Regions from separate parts of the Sus scrofa genome. Here all the other regions are linked to region 3. The links are chromatin contacts, called in public HiChIP or PLAC-seq maps. All regions are on one chromosome and are shown on one strand. The core of a region is the stretch at or near the end of the contact, and the rest is flanking DNA. Distances in the headings are between cores, read along the strand shown. Region 1 overlaps TEAD1 (TEA domain transcription factor 1). Region 2 overlaps TEAD1 (TEA domain transcription factor 1). Region 3 has its middle 150 kb from the start of TEAD1.

Region 1 (4,808 bases), core at 1,550-4,049, 360 kb after region 3:
GAGATATAAAGTTGATAGAGTAATTATAAATGAATCATTTCCAAGTGGTCCCCATGAAAAAACTTTTAAAAATTTAGAAATTGTTTTAACTCGTGCTTTTGATGTATTTTCAAGAATACTTATGAAAATACATCTTTTTCATGTGTTCTTACAACAGAGTATTGTCTGTCAGATTTCCTCCACATTGCTTAATAGTGTCTTTTAAGTGTATGGCTCTGTTAATTAAAAGAGAAATTTGAGATGAGATCTTTAAAAAAAAAAAAAAAAGACCTTAGAGATGGGAAAGCTCTTGATCAAATCTATTTTGCCATTCCGTTTATGCTTGAGTTTAATTTTTTGGTACATGTGCTTCATTTTCTGGTCTTTTAAAATATATTTCATAGAAAATACAGAGCCGTGGACAATTTAAAAATGCAAGTTTTCCCTAGTTTCTCCCCTTCCAAAATTTATGTTAAAGCACGCATCACTTTTTTTCCCCCATGATGCCCAGTTTTAGAAATGCAAAAGCATTATCGTTTGCATGGAGGGCTTTGCTTTATAATAAAAATGGTATATAGTTCTGTTCTGATTTTTTCCCCCCATACATTAAGTAAATTTGTGTTTTTGTTCTAAAGAACAAAATGTAATTTCATAGCCTGGAGTGGTGAACACTGGGACCCTTCCCCAAAGTCCTCCAACCTTTTTTATGCAAACAAGACTGGCTGTGGAATAGGACTAGTGACCAGGAAGGAGCATTTGGTGTGCCCTCTGCAGTGGGCGGCATGCTGGCTCGCTCGCACGTGTGGCTGATGGTGGCTGGCTTTTAGCTGCACTGGCTGAGCAGTTGGAAGACTAAAATAACTTCATAGCTCCTGCTTTTTAACCAAAGATGCAGTCCTCTCTATGTGGATGTAACTACCCCAGTGTTTGCTCAAGTTCTCACTCTGTTTCTAGTTTCTCTGAGCTAACGGATTAATGATGTACAAAGAAGTTGACAGACATCAATTTTGTGTTTCCATCTGCAATGTTATGACTTGCTCTTTTTCCGCACTGTGTGGTTCCTGTATGCTCACCAGGGCACTCGGCCCTGGACCAAAGCCCTGTCAATGGTGGATAAAACTGTCCCGGTCAGAGGGGATGCCCAGGGGATTCTACAAACACTCTTTCTCTCTTGGTGACTTTAAGAATCTTCCTCAGTGGAAACAATTTCGCCCTTACCTTATACATACCCAGATAAACCGATCCACAGTTGTATTTGTGTTAGCGCTTAAAAAAAGAAAACTGCCCCTTACTCTCGGCCAACCCTGGACCACTCTCTCCTGGGGCAGGCAAGAGGAGGCGGAGGCAGAACCAGAGGCAGTGGGGTAGCAACTGGCTTGGCCTTTCAGCTCCAAGAACCACCTCCGTCTTCGTACAGTTCCTTTCCTGCCTTCCTACCTCATTATTCTGGGGAAAATGGAGGCCTTTGTTCTTCCCATCAGCTAATACCAGTTGAGTGTTCCAGGCATGGCGATCATCACGGTGGGCAGTTAACAACCAATCCCCTATTCACAGAGCTGGCTGTGGAAATGGGAATGTGAAATATAGGGCACTGTGGGATAAGTGTTCACAGAAAGAGCCAAAATTAAATGTGCGGGGAATCCCGGGGACGAGCTGCTTAGAGACGGTGCTGCAGAGTCTGGGGATGGGAGCCTGGCGTTCGTGCCACACAAAGCCCCCTATGGCTTTTCCCGCGTCAGCTCACTGCAAAGTGAGTTCTGGTCCTCAGATTGTGAGGAATAATACGTAGGAAACCAGGGCTCACCCAAAGCCACCCAGCTTAGGGATGGGTGAAATCAGAATTTGAACTCAGATCTTTCTGCATTCTAAACCAGAGCTCTTTGAGACTGGGTTTCATCTAGTGGAGGCTGCTGTGGTTTTCAGGCAGCAGGTTTCACATCAGAAAACAGTATGGGTAACCTGTCACAAGCCCTCACTCCCCTTGGAACTGGGCATGCAGCCCTTATTTCCCGGCCTTCCCTCAACCCCCACACGTTAGAAGTAGGATGACTCTTTAACATTGAGCCTTTGGTCAAGGTGTGGACTTTTAAACTGCGATCAATGCTGTGATGCCGGTAACTCAGGGGCTGAGGTGGTGCTGGCTGCGGAGTGGCTGCGTTGCCCCTCAGAGGGAGTTAAAAGATAGTCGAGGAGAATACGGTGACTGTCACCTGCCTGCAGAGATGCTGCTGCCTTCACCTTCTGCGGGCATTTGGGTTAAAGATGCTCTCCTGTACCTTCCCACCTAGCCATTACCAGGCTCAGGACCGTCAGCCTTGTAGGAAGGGCAGATCTCGCCGTTCCATCTGCACTTTCTTGTTCAGCTCTGGAGACTGACATCCATGGGAGGCGGGGATGAGCATGCTCGCTGGATTCCTTGTGGGGTCAGGCTGATAGCCTTGGACTTCTTGGCCTCCTACACTGGCTAAGGAGATAAACTCACTACAGAAAGTTGACGTCATCTCAGCAGACCACAGAGAGAACTTCTGGGCAAGGGGTGGGGGTGGCAGGAAGTGTCTGCACTCACAAGAAGTGCTGTGCTTTGTCTGAGAGGATGTAGTAAGGCTTCCTGGAGGAGGTGGCTACTGACTGGCCTTCTCAGGGATCGTCCTTGCCATGCCTGCCCCAGCTGGGCTACTCACCACTGCTCCACATGCTCAGAAGTCAAAGGATTTCTGTTCTCTAGGGTGGACAAAGGCCTGTGGCCCTCCTCTGAAGACTGAAGCCAAGCTTTATTTCCTTGTCCTCCCTCTGAGTTTGAAAGAGTGAATTGCTCACACCTGGGGCCAGTGCCAGGTGTGGGGCCTGTGGGGCCCTCTTGGCTCTGAGCCTCTGAGCCTCTCTTCACTTCCTGGGGATTCACTTCTAGTAGAATTCTTTAGGCTAGTGGTTTTTCAGCCTTTTTTTTTAAGCATTGAGACTCATATTTCAGATTGAAATCTTATTTGAAAATGTCAATACATAAAAGAGGAAAAGCTGTTTTAATTAAAGCTTAGACTCTCTCATCCTTAGCAGTGGCCTCTTTGGCTGGTTATGTTGTATAAGGTTTGGAAACCCACACTGCTTTAGGCAGAAGGAAGAGGAAACGATCGCCTCTCAGCCCCCCCACCCCCCGAGCCTTTATAGGCCAGGTCAGGGGTCCCTTTAAAAGCCCATGTTTTCTACGTTCCATAGCCTATTCTGCCTAATGTTTCTGAAGTAAACAGACTCCAAAGAGAGTGGTTATTCTCCTGTCACGGTAACAGATGAGTCATCCTAGCTGCAGAAGTCATGCTCCTGAAATTCTGTTAGGATAAGTTTCAAAGGTCAGCTTTATACTTCTGCTAAGTGCAGTGTTTCTTACAGTGCTTGTGTGTGAGCCAAGTCACCTCCGAATGTGTAGACTTTAATTTTTGTTAAAAAAAATTATTTTTAGTAAGAACTTATGATTTCTATGTAGATTTGAACTTTAAAAGTGCAGAAATGATTCCTGAATTCAGTAACTTTCCATTGAGAATCCGTGTGTTCTAGATCCTTTAGTAGATGTTGGGCATATACATTTGAATAAGTAGAGTCTCTGTTCCTGAGGATCACTCCTTCTTTCTGTTGTTTTTGGCTACATTTTGTAGAAAATACAAGATTTTCAGTACATTGTCCCCACATAGGACATAGGAGGCTCTGTTTAAATTTTTTTTTTTTTTTTTTTGCTTTTTAGGGCTACGCTTTGAGGCATATGGAAGTTTCCAGGCTAGGGGGTCTAATCAGAGCTGCAGCTGCTGGCCTGCACCACAGTCACAGCAACGCAGGATCCGAGCCACATCTGCGACTACACCGCAGCTCACAGCAATACCAGATCCTTAATCCAATGAGTGGGACCAGGCATCAAACCTGCATCCTCATGGATTCTAGACAGGTTCACAACCCGCTGAGCCACAATGGGAACTCCCGGGGCTCTGTTTAACAGAATAGTGCAAAGACCACACAGTGAAAAGAATGATTAATTTTGAGTGCGGGAGAATTAAAGAAAGCCCCGTGGAGGAGGTGCCTTAGAGCTCAGCATAGAGAAGGTAGAGAATTTCCACAGAGAAGGAACCTTGAAGGCCATCATCTGGCTGGAGGCCTGAGATGGGAGATGAGATGGGGAACCAAACAGGCAGCAAATCATCCCACAGAGCAGTGAGGTGCATCTGGGGGCGTGGGGACCACACAGGGATCATTCACATTTATACTTTAGAAAGATCCCTCCAGGAGTTCCTGTTGTGGTGCAGTGGTTAAAGAATCCGACTAGGAACCATGAGGTTTCGGATTCGATCCCTGGCCTCATTCAGTGGGTTAGGAGTCCAATGTTGCCGTGAGCTGTGGCATAGGTTGCAGATGCGGCTCGGATCCTATGTTGCTGTGGCTCTGGCGTAGGCCAGCAGCTACAGCTCCGATTAGACCCCTAGCCTGGGAACCTCTATATGCTGTGGGAGCAGCCCTAGGAAAGGCACAAAGACAAAAAAAAGAAAGATCCCTCCAACCATTTTCAGAGGATAGCTGAGAATGAGGCAAAGCTGGGAGGGAGCAAGACCACTTTAGGGCTGCTATGGGAGCTGGAGGGAGAGAGGTGTGAGCCCAGTCCAGGGGCTGGCCACCACCACCATCACCACCCACCCCTGGGCCCCCACTCTGTGGCACTTACCCGTCCTTGGTATCATCCTCAGCTGGCTCCTCACTCCAGTACACTCTGACTGCTGTGTACTCTTTCTTCCTCCGTGTTTTCAAAGTGTAAACTATGTTTAAAAGTTCTGTCCTGAAGTTCCCATTGTGGC
Region 2 (4,200 bases), core at 1,595-4,094, 380 kb after region 3:
ATAGATATGCTTTGTGTTGCCAGCTAAAAATTGTCACTTGCCATCTGGTTCTACAAGGATGAAGTCACTAGCCATGGCAGTCGCTGACCTTCAGTACACCTTGAAAGGGTTCAGGGTGGAGATCAGGAATGAGGCCCTCTGTGCTCTGGGAAAACTGGCAGAACAGGCCTTCAGATAGCTAGATATTTTCAGGAATAGATTTTACGAGCCTAAATTCTTAACATCTCCTCCTATCTAGAAAAGCACTAAAATCATTATCGGTGATATCTACTCCTCATGACTAGCAGCAGCCCTCTGCCAAAACCTGTGCTCGACTGCACGTATCCGCCTTCACCAAAATCATACATAACACTGACCTCTCCCCTAGTTCTTTGGAGCAGTTCCTCAGGGCTCCCTGAGAGGCTGTCTCCCGGGCTATAGTCCTCATTTTTCCCCCGATAAAACTTAAGTCACAACTCTCACATTATACATTTTTTCCACCCACAGTTTATAAGCCATATCAGACCCCATGCGGGACCTATTAAGAAAAGCAGCGATTTCTGCATCCCCCCCACCCCATCTCCCACCCCTCTAGTCCTACTCCTTAGGGACAGCTGCTTGAAGCCTTTCAGCCCTTGCTTTTTTTCTTTTTTCTTTTCTTTTCTTTTTTCTGTCTTTCGAGGCGCATACCCACGGTATATGGAAGGGCCCAGGCTAAGGGTTGAATTGGAGCTGCAGCTGCCGGCCTGTGCCACAGCCACAGCAACCCAGGATCCAAGCTGTGTCTGAGACCTATACCACAGTTCACGGCAGCACTGGATCCTTAATCCACTGAGCGAGACCAGGGATCGAACCTGCGTCAGACTCGTTTCCACTGAGCCACGACGGGAACTCCCCAGCCCTTGCTTTGTATATTACCTCCATATTTCTGAGGAACATGCTTATACTCTGTATTTTGATCCATTGATTTTAGATGCTCTTTATTGACTTCTTACTGTGGAAGACCTGAACTTAGCTCTCTGGATTTAGCACATGAAACCCCCTCCCCCCAAAAACCTCCGTATACTTATATCACAATTTTTTGGTTTAATTAACACTCAGTATTTATATTACAAACCTGTGTGAATTTTGTACATAGCATGGTTAATGTGCGATATATGAGAACCATTTTCTTGATTGTAAAACTTTTTTGTGAGGTTTGTCATTGCCCTTTTTTATTTCTTCAGTTTTCATAGACTTCCACAATTGATCCTCCATATTTCTAACAGAATTCTCAAACCCTTCTCCAGATGGTCAGACAAGTCAGGGCTCTGAGGTCTTTTGTCCCCTTGGCGACATCCCCCAGGAGCCTTCCACTCCTCGTCCACACTGCGCTGGCTCTGTCCAGGTCAGCAGCCTAGCTCTTGGCCCGTGTGTTCCTCTAGCTCTCTTCTGGGTTAGTCCCTCATCTCCCTTCTTTTTTGATTTACTCCCTCATTTTATAAGAACATATCCTACTGCTACCTGAGAATAGTTGCAAGGAAGGTCAGTTTTCTGAAACCTTACAAATCTGAGAGTGTGTTCTCTTCTCACATGTGATGGGTAACTTGGTTTTCATCTTAAGCTTATGAAGTTTCATTCACATTTTCAAGGTGGATTCCACATATGTTTCCTTGCTCATGGAAATAACACTGGTGTTTAGTACTAGAGAATAAGGATATCCATATTAAAAGAGCAGGTGAATACTGACTCAAATCATGGGATTTAAGTCATGTGAAGGGGATGTTGACAGTCCTTACCCCCAACTCTCTCTGTAGGGACCTCTGAGAACATATATTTAATGGGCATGTTCCTGAACACAGGTTTTGCTGCTCGCCATTCAAAAATCAATACAGGGGAGAGAGAGAGAGAAATCATAATGCCAACAATCTGGAGAGGTGGTGGATGCAATGAATCTGAAGATTCTGCTCAGCCATGAAGATTTTTAAAGGGAAAAGGGGAAGACATCTCAGTTAACCATTGAGCCAGGGGATCAGACTCCAGTGTGCACAGGCTGGTCGGCTTATGATTTTTTCCCTTAGATCCTCTCTTGTTCACCCAGTTTGTTCACGAAAGGGGAGGCTAGGAAAGCGATCTGGTCATCTGCTAATGACTTATTCTTCCTTTCTGCTTCTTTAATCTGTGGAAAGAACCCAGCAGATTAGGCAAAGTATTGTGTGATCAAAAGATGTGAAAGGTGTGCTGGGGCTGGAAATGAGTAGAGCATGAGGTCCCTGGCTTAAGGTTAGTGACAAGATAAAAGAGAGCCTCCTGCAGAGAGCTCTTCCTGCCAAAAGCTGCGTCCAGGCAGCACATGAGTCTGTCTATAGAGGCTGAGCTCTGTACAGTCACTCCGTAGCCTCTGGGAAGAGAGGGACTTTGTCCTCTTAGCTCATGGATTTCCTGTGCCCAGCACAGTGCCTGCCATGTAATGAACCTTGAGTGTGCTGACTTATTCTGCTAAAATCCCTACAAGGCACACGCAGAATACCTTTTCTGCTGTTGTCATTGATATATTGATAGCACATCTACTGAGTGCCTAGGAGACTTTTTTTGTGATTGAACAAGCCAATGCTATTTTGAATATCAAGGAAATACAATCTTAGGCCTTGGTGTATGTGATTCAGTGGCATTCCCTCTGTTCCTGCTTACATGTTCCCCCAAATCCTTGGGATTTTCTTTCTTTCTTTTTTTTTTTTTTTTTTTTTGTTATTGTTTTTGCAGGTAATTTGTTTTCTGCCCTATAGAATAAAACTGTGCTTTTTTGACTGTTCCATCTTTAGCTTGGGGGAAACCACCACAACTGGGAAGAGAATAGGATTTAATTGGGAAGGAAAAAGAGAAGTGAGGGAGCCACCCTAGCCTTCTTCCCTTATTAGGAGAACTGGGAGGAAGGGAAGTAAAGCCTCAGCAAATGCGCTTTAGAGTTTTAATTTCATTAACACTTGAACCCAGGCACATCAGGTAGATTTCTTCTTTTTAGCTTTTAGGATTTGGGGGCAGAAGGCTTCCCGACCTACCCAAACTGAATTTAGGAGAGAGGGAGGTCTGTTTGTCCTACTGATGTGGCCTCCAGGATACCTTCTTTTAGTCCTTTGTATTCTTAGAAACAAAGTCACCTCTTGGCAGGGATGAAGCCACTCAGATGCCAACAGTCAGGGTCTGGTTTCAAGTCACCAGCCTTAGAGAGGCAGTGCCCGATTTCCTTTGGCAAAGATAGCCTGCCCGTTCTCAATTCATTTCAGCCTCTTGGGCACAGAGGTAACTTCCTCAAAATAGAAACCTTTGAAGACTATCTGATGCATCTGTGAATCATTATGTTTGTCCCGAATTCTAATTTCACTTCTCAGAACTGTGAAAACACTATTGAGCTTTTTTTCTTTTTTCTCAAATCAACTTTCAGAAAAAGTCGATCTGCGTTAGAAGTATCTAGGCTTTTATATTTTCTTCTGGAGACAGTGCGGTTGATGTTTGCAGCAAATGCATGGGCTAAGGTGTTGACAGATCCATGCTTTAGTCTTAACTCCAGGACTATTCCTGGATGTGTGACCTCAGGCAAGTCTGTTCATCTCTGAGCTTCTATTTCCTCATCTGTTTAAAAAAAAAAAAAAAAAAAAAAATTAAGAAAATCCACCTACAGTGTCGTTGGGAGGCAAAGAATACCCGAGGTCACTAATATAGAAAGCACATTGTATGTAACACTGAATGGACACAGTTCTCTTTCTTCTTTCAGGCACAGGTGAGAGGCCCACACCGAGAGCAGCTTGAAGTGAATGGGCCATGATGAACCGCTGAACTTGCTCTTGGCTTATTTGTGTTTATTTTTTCTTTGCTAAGCAGGAAGGTTGGCTGAAGCAAGGAAGTTCTTTTCCTTCTACCCCAGGATCTAGTTAATCTCACGTAATAATAAATTACAGTAATAGTAATCTTAGCAGCTATGATTTATCAAACATTTCTCGTTTGCTAGGCCCTGTGCCACACACGCACTGTGCATTATTTCCTTTCATCTTCGAACTTCTTCTGTATGACAGTCCTGTATCCCCATTGCACATAGGAGGAAAGTGAGATCTCAGGTTCTTGTCTGGCTCCAGAGTGCAACGCACTCAGCACCTTGATTTTCAGCTATATGTTGCCCTGTTGAAGAATGGCAAATTTTACCCTCCATTCACCTTCTTGATCTCTTAATACCTGGAGGTCCCGACT
Region 3 (4,832 bases), core at 788-3,287:
AAAGGAAGTGTTGCTGATCATGAGGCCAACCCGCTTAACTGAAGTCCTGACATCACGCCCACCCTTGGCTCCCTTCCTCGGGGGGAGGGATGTCAGATTTGTGTCCTCAAATCTGGCCACTGTTTGTGGTCTTCTCAAACAGATAGAGTTACCCCAGAACTTGGCCACTGTGGATAACAGAGGGTGGTCAGAGGAGGCGGTGCTATGTGGCTTCTGAAGCTCAGACAAGGTTCAGGTGGGGTGGACCTGGGAAGAGACAGCCCCACAGGAAGACGTGGTGTCCAAAATCTAACATCAGGCAGACAGCAGAGATTCTAGCCACCTACACAGCAAGCGACCAGGAGCTTGGTAGACTGGAAGCTTCAGGGAAAAATCTCTGGACTTCAGGGCTGAGCGCCAGGCCTGAAAAGACTCAAGGTCTGAGCTCTGACTGCTAGGGTGAAGGACTGAATTTCATCTGGATCAGCAAGGTACTCCTGGAGAAGGTGGGGCCAACCAGGGCAAAAAATAAGGGGTCTGGACCCAGAGGTGCTCATACAGTTGGTAATGTTTGCCTGAGAAGAGCTAAGAGTCATCAATCCCCCCAGAGTGAGCCATGGTGGGCAGTGGGGTAGCCCAGGAATGCATGTGACAAAAAAAAAAAAAGAATGGAGTCACTCAGAGTTCCCGTGGTGGCTCAGTGGTAGCAAACCTGACTAGAACCCATGAGGATGCAGGTTCGATCCCTGGCCTCACTCAGTGGGTTAAGGCTCTGGCATTGCCATGAGCTGTGGTGTAGGTTGCAAACACAGCTTGGATGGGGCGTTGCTATGGCTGTGGTGTAGGCCAGCAGCTATAGCTCCAGTTGGACCCCTAGCCTGGGGACCACCATATGCCTCAGGTGTGGCCCTAAAAAGACAAAAAAAAAAAAAAAAAAGGAATGAAGGAATGTATACAAGAGACAAGCTGTAAAGTTGCTCAGTCTTGGACACGGACAAGAGTGTCTGGGCTGCAGAGCAGGGCTGGCCCAGGTAGCACGTGAGGTGCATCCTCAGTCAAGGAGCCCTGGGACTCATGTTCTAGAGCCCGCTCCACCCCTGCAATGCCAAGAGATTTGGGGCAAGTCATGTGGCACCTCCGCTTCTGATGAGTGCCTGCAGGAAATGGATGGGCCGCTCAGGAGTGAGAATTTAATGAAGTCACTGTTTGCAACTCTGGGGACAGGGCCGAGGGAGCTCCAGAGGCAAGGGGAGCCCAGCTGTTGCAGCCTCCTGGGGTACAGAGACAAAGTTTGCAAGCAACCTCCTGGGGTACAGAGACAAAGTTTGCAAGCAGTCCTGGAGGGGTATGCAGGGCCGATTCACTCTGAAAACTTTTCCTCATCCAGAAAAGGAGGAAACGCTATCTGTCCCAGGAGGGTGTGAGGACCAGGCACAAGGGGGACTGGGGAACTTCTGAAAGTCCCTTTCAGCCCTTTGAGCCTAGGATTCTCAGCAAATAAAACCACGACAAGGAGGGACTGAGCAGGGTGCCTGGGACAGAAGAGAAAAGTCTCAGAAGCTTATAGCACTAGTCTGGAGACCCAGCAGAGTTCAAGCTTGAGTTTGTGTGGTTTTTTTTGTTTGTTTGTTTTTTAGCATTTTGTACACAAAGGTTTATTTCTCAATTAAGCATTCCCTTCAAACATAAGGAATTAATTCTAAATCTTCATAAAGATGAATTAAAAATGAAATCCCTCCAGTATAATGCACGTATCACTGTGTTTTTGGTCACTACTGGCGTTTCCTATTTACATCAAAAACAAAGACAGGTTATTTAAAAAATCATGCTACTGGATTTCTAGCTCTTCCTCTATGACCAGTCCACACTGATTGAGTTTGAATTTAAATGGCCACCCCAGATGGCACTAACTTCCGTGGGAGAACAATCAGTATACGGGAAAGGAGCAGTTAAAAGGCCCAGGTTCAAATCTGGCTTTGCTACTTATTAGGTAAGGAACAGTCCTCAAGCCTTCTGGCTTACTATCCTGAACTGTACACATGGGAATAAACTCTCACGACCTTGTTATAAGGATTTCTTTCAAGGAGATGATGTGTCACGGTGCCTGGAACACAGTTTGTTCTCATTAACTAGGAGCTTTTTACTTTCCTTTCTTAAGGACACAGAACCTGGAAGGAAATGACCTGGACTTAGAGTGAAGGAGTGAAAAATGAACGTAAAAAAGCAAGTGAGCTGGGCGCGTCTCAGGAGATGGGTTGCCTATGAAACCGGTTCCCTGAAAGGAGGGCTGGGAAAGATCTGAAAGGAACCGCCCCCCACCCCCCATGCTGTAAGGCAAGTAACATGAGACCACAGAGTGACCTGCTGTGAATGTCCAGAGATGACTCAGCCTCGGAGCAGAACGTGGTCCAAAGCACGTACCAGCCGAAGCCCCAGGTCCCCATGGAGTCCTGGTAACTCGAACTTCTTCAAAGGGCATCCCGTGGCTTCCGGGTGCCCTGTGGTTGGGACAGGCTTGTAGGATAAACCCTGGGGCATGTGCTCTCCTCGGGGTGAGGGGCCAGCTCCTCATTAGTTGAGGGAACGACGTGAACTGGGCGCTGAGGAAGCAGCCCTGGACGCAGAGCTGGCAGTTCTGGATGCAATTCCCCCTCTGCCGCTCTTGTGGCTTCTCCTTGAGTCTCCCTCTCTTATCTGCAGAATGGGAGTGATAATAATCTCCCCTGCACAGAGTTTCCACGAGGACTGCAAAAGACCACATGGAATGTAGAAACGCGCCTGCACCCGAGGGCGCGGCGAGATCAAACGGCAGTGGCCTTGCTCGCTGCTCTTTCCCCGAGGCGACCGTGTGATGGAGAAGTGCCTCTCCCCCATCAAAGGCAGATGAAGGGCTAATTCTTCCGAGCCCCAGGCCAGGAGGGAGCTCACACTGCTTGGGGTGGAGAACACAGACTTCCAGGCCCCAGAACTCTGAGTACCAAGATCACAGGCAGAGAAGCCACTTGGGGACTTGGGGTATTAGCAGGGCAGACCAATTAGACAGAGGTGACCTCCATGGTAACTCAGTCCCCAAGACTGTGCTCCCAGCAAACTGAACCACTGCCAATGCTGAGAATTCCCTGTAGGCCCATGGAAGGGGCAGCCCAGTGAGACTGGGCAGTGAGATCCCAGGCGGGAAATACAGAAGCTGGAAGGAGAGGATGCCTGCCTGAGTCAGAGCAGAAGTAACTCCAGTAATTCTCAGACCTCCACCTAGAATGCACTAGGATGCAGGAGAGACTGGGTAAGGTCCCCATCATAGAGTGTGGGATCAGTCATTCCCAACAAATCCTTCTGTTGGGCTCACAGGAGCTCCAGGTATTGCTGATGAGGAAGCCAACATAGGTAGACTCCACCTATAAGCTTAGTGATGCCAGTTCCCAGGACAGGCAACCAAAGAAGCTCCCCACTTCCTATTCTTTGTTGGGAAGGGAAGATATCTTAGGTAGACTGGCTCCTCTCTGGACATGCTTCCTGAAACACCAGCTCCCAGCACAATTCCTGGCCCCTTGCTGGCACTTGGTAAATGTTCCTGCTTTCATTTCCCTAAGGAATGTACTGCCATCCAGACAGAAAACAATACTCATGGACACTCGTGGGCCCAGTCCACTGGAGAAGAGGTCCTGGAAGCAGTCTGGACCCAATGCCCTAGAAAGCACCAAGGCCCCAGCACAACTTAAATGAGAAAAGGCCAAGCAGCCCAGGCCCAGGATCTCCCGCTGCCTGGACCCAGATAACAAGGGAGACAGCTTTTCCTGTGGTTCCCAAGCATCAAAACTCCTCCAGATGCTGGGCTGGGCTCTAGGGGCCCAAAAAGGTCTAAGACACATCTTTGCCCTCAAAGTCGTTGTCCTGGGACTGGTAAATAGAAGGCACAGAGTAGGGGTAAGTGTTGAAAGAAGGACAGGGGTGGGATCGTGAAGGACCCCAAAAGTCAAGCTATAGGATGGTCCTTGTCCGGCGTTGAGGAACCAGAGAGGGTCTCTAAGTTTCTCTAAGCACAGAAGTGATAAGATCAGACGTGACTGTGCAAGGAGAGGGAAAGAAGGACCCTGCCTGCTCCTGGGCCCACAGTGTGGCCACCAGGGCAGCGCCTATGGGCATGTCAGCTCCTCTGACCCATGCTGTCCAGGTGCCAGGCTGGCTTTGTCCCTGCTGTCTTGCTCACTTGATCCCCAGGCTCCTCACCCTTCTTGCCATCATGATCAGAGGATCTGGATGGTATTTTTGAAGGCCCAGAAGTCTCCAGACTCCACCGTGTAATATAAAAATTAGAGCCTTAGCTTGGAGACAGGCAGGGTTCTAGAACCGAATTTCCTTCTGAATGACCTTGAATAAGACATGATTATATACACAATGGAATACTACCCAGCCATGAAAAAGAACAAAATAATGCCATTTGCAACAAGGAGGATGGAACTAGAGACGCTCATACTGAGTGAAGTAAGTCAAAAAAAGACAAATACCATATGATTATCACTTATATCTGGAATCTAATATATGGCACAAATGAACCTTTCCACAGAAAAGAAAATCATGGACATGGAGAACAGACTTGTGGTTGCCAAGGGGGAGGGGGAGGGAGTGGGATGGACTGGGAATTTGGGGTTAATAGATGCAAACTATTGTTTTTGGAATGGATTAGCAATGAGATCCTGCTGTGTAGCACTGGGAACTATGTCTGGTCACTTATGATGGAGCATGATAATGGGAGAAAAAAGAATGCATACATGTATGTGTACCTGGGTCACCATGCTGTACAGTAGAAAAAAAAAATAATGTACTGGGGGGGAAAAAAAAAACATGATCACTCT

The links. HiChIP or PLAC-seq counts read pairs in DNA pulled down with a chosen protein or histone mark.
Region 1: an H3K27ac HiChIP or PLAC-seq map of skeletal muscle shows a contact between it and region 3. The contact joins two enhancer-like sites. A contact is called at or near these places in 1 of 47 Hi-C or Micro-C datasets (embryonic fibroblasts) and 1 of 2 datasets of contacts at active chromatin or transcription factors (skeletal muscle).
Region 2: a contact with region 3 is called in an H3K27ac HiChIP or PLAC-seq map of skeletal muscle, with 5 times the contacts expected there. The contact joins two enhancer-like sites. A contact is called at or near these places in 1 of 47 Hi-C or Micro-C datasets (embryonic fibroblasts) and 1 of 2 datasets of contacts at active chromatin or transcription factors (skeletal muscle).

What each region holds. Positions count from the first base shown.
Region 1 is chr2:46,464,657-46,469,464 of Sscrofa11.1, reverse strand. All of the region lies in intron 5 of TEAD1 (TEA domain transcription factor 1), which reads left to right. Among named protein-coding and RNA genes, the nearest start is that of RASSF10, 130 kb to the right of the region's middle. Within about 2 kb of position 2,799, at least 26 of the 83 cell types and tissues checked have an H3K27ac peak or open chromatin away from gene starts, as enhancers often do. A contact at or near this core is called in skeletal muscle, where this site is marked.
Region 2 is chr2:46,438,910-46,443,109 of Sscrofa11.1, reverse strand. All of the region lies in intron 10 of TEAD1 (TEA domain transcription factor 1), which reads left to right. Among named protein-coding and RNA genes, the nearest start is that of RASSF10, 100 kb to the right of the region's middle. Within about 2 kb of position 2,844, at least 4 of the 83 cell types and tissues checked have an H3K27ac peak or open chromatin away from gene starts, as enhancers often do. A contact at or near this core is called in skeletal muscle, where this site is marked.
Region 3 is chr2:46,819,161-46,823,992 of Sscrofa11.1, reverse strand. No RefSeq gene overlaps it. Among named protein-coding and RNA genes, the nearest start is that of TEAD1, 150 kb to the right of the region's middle. Within about 2 kb of position 2,037, at least 9 of the 83 cell types and tissues checked have an H3K27ac peak or open chromatin away from gene starts, as enhancers often do. A contact at or near this core is called in skeletal muscle, where this site is marked.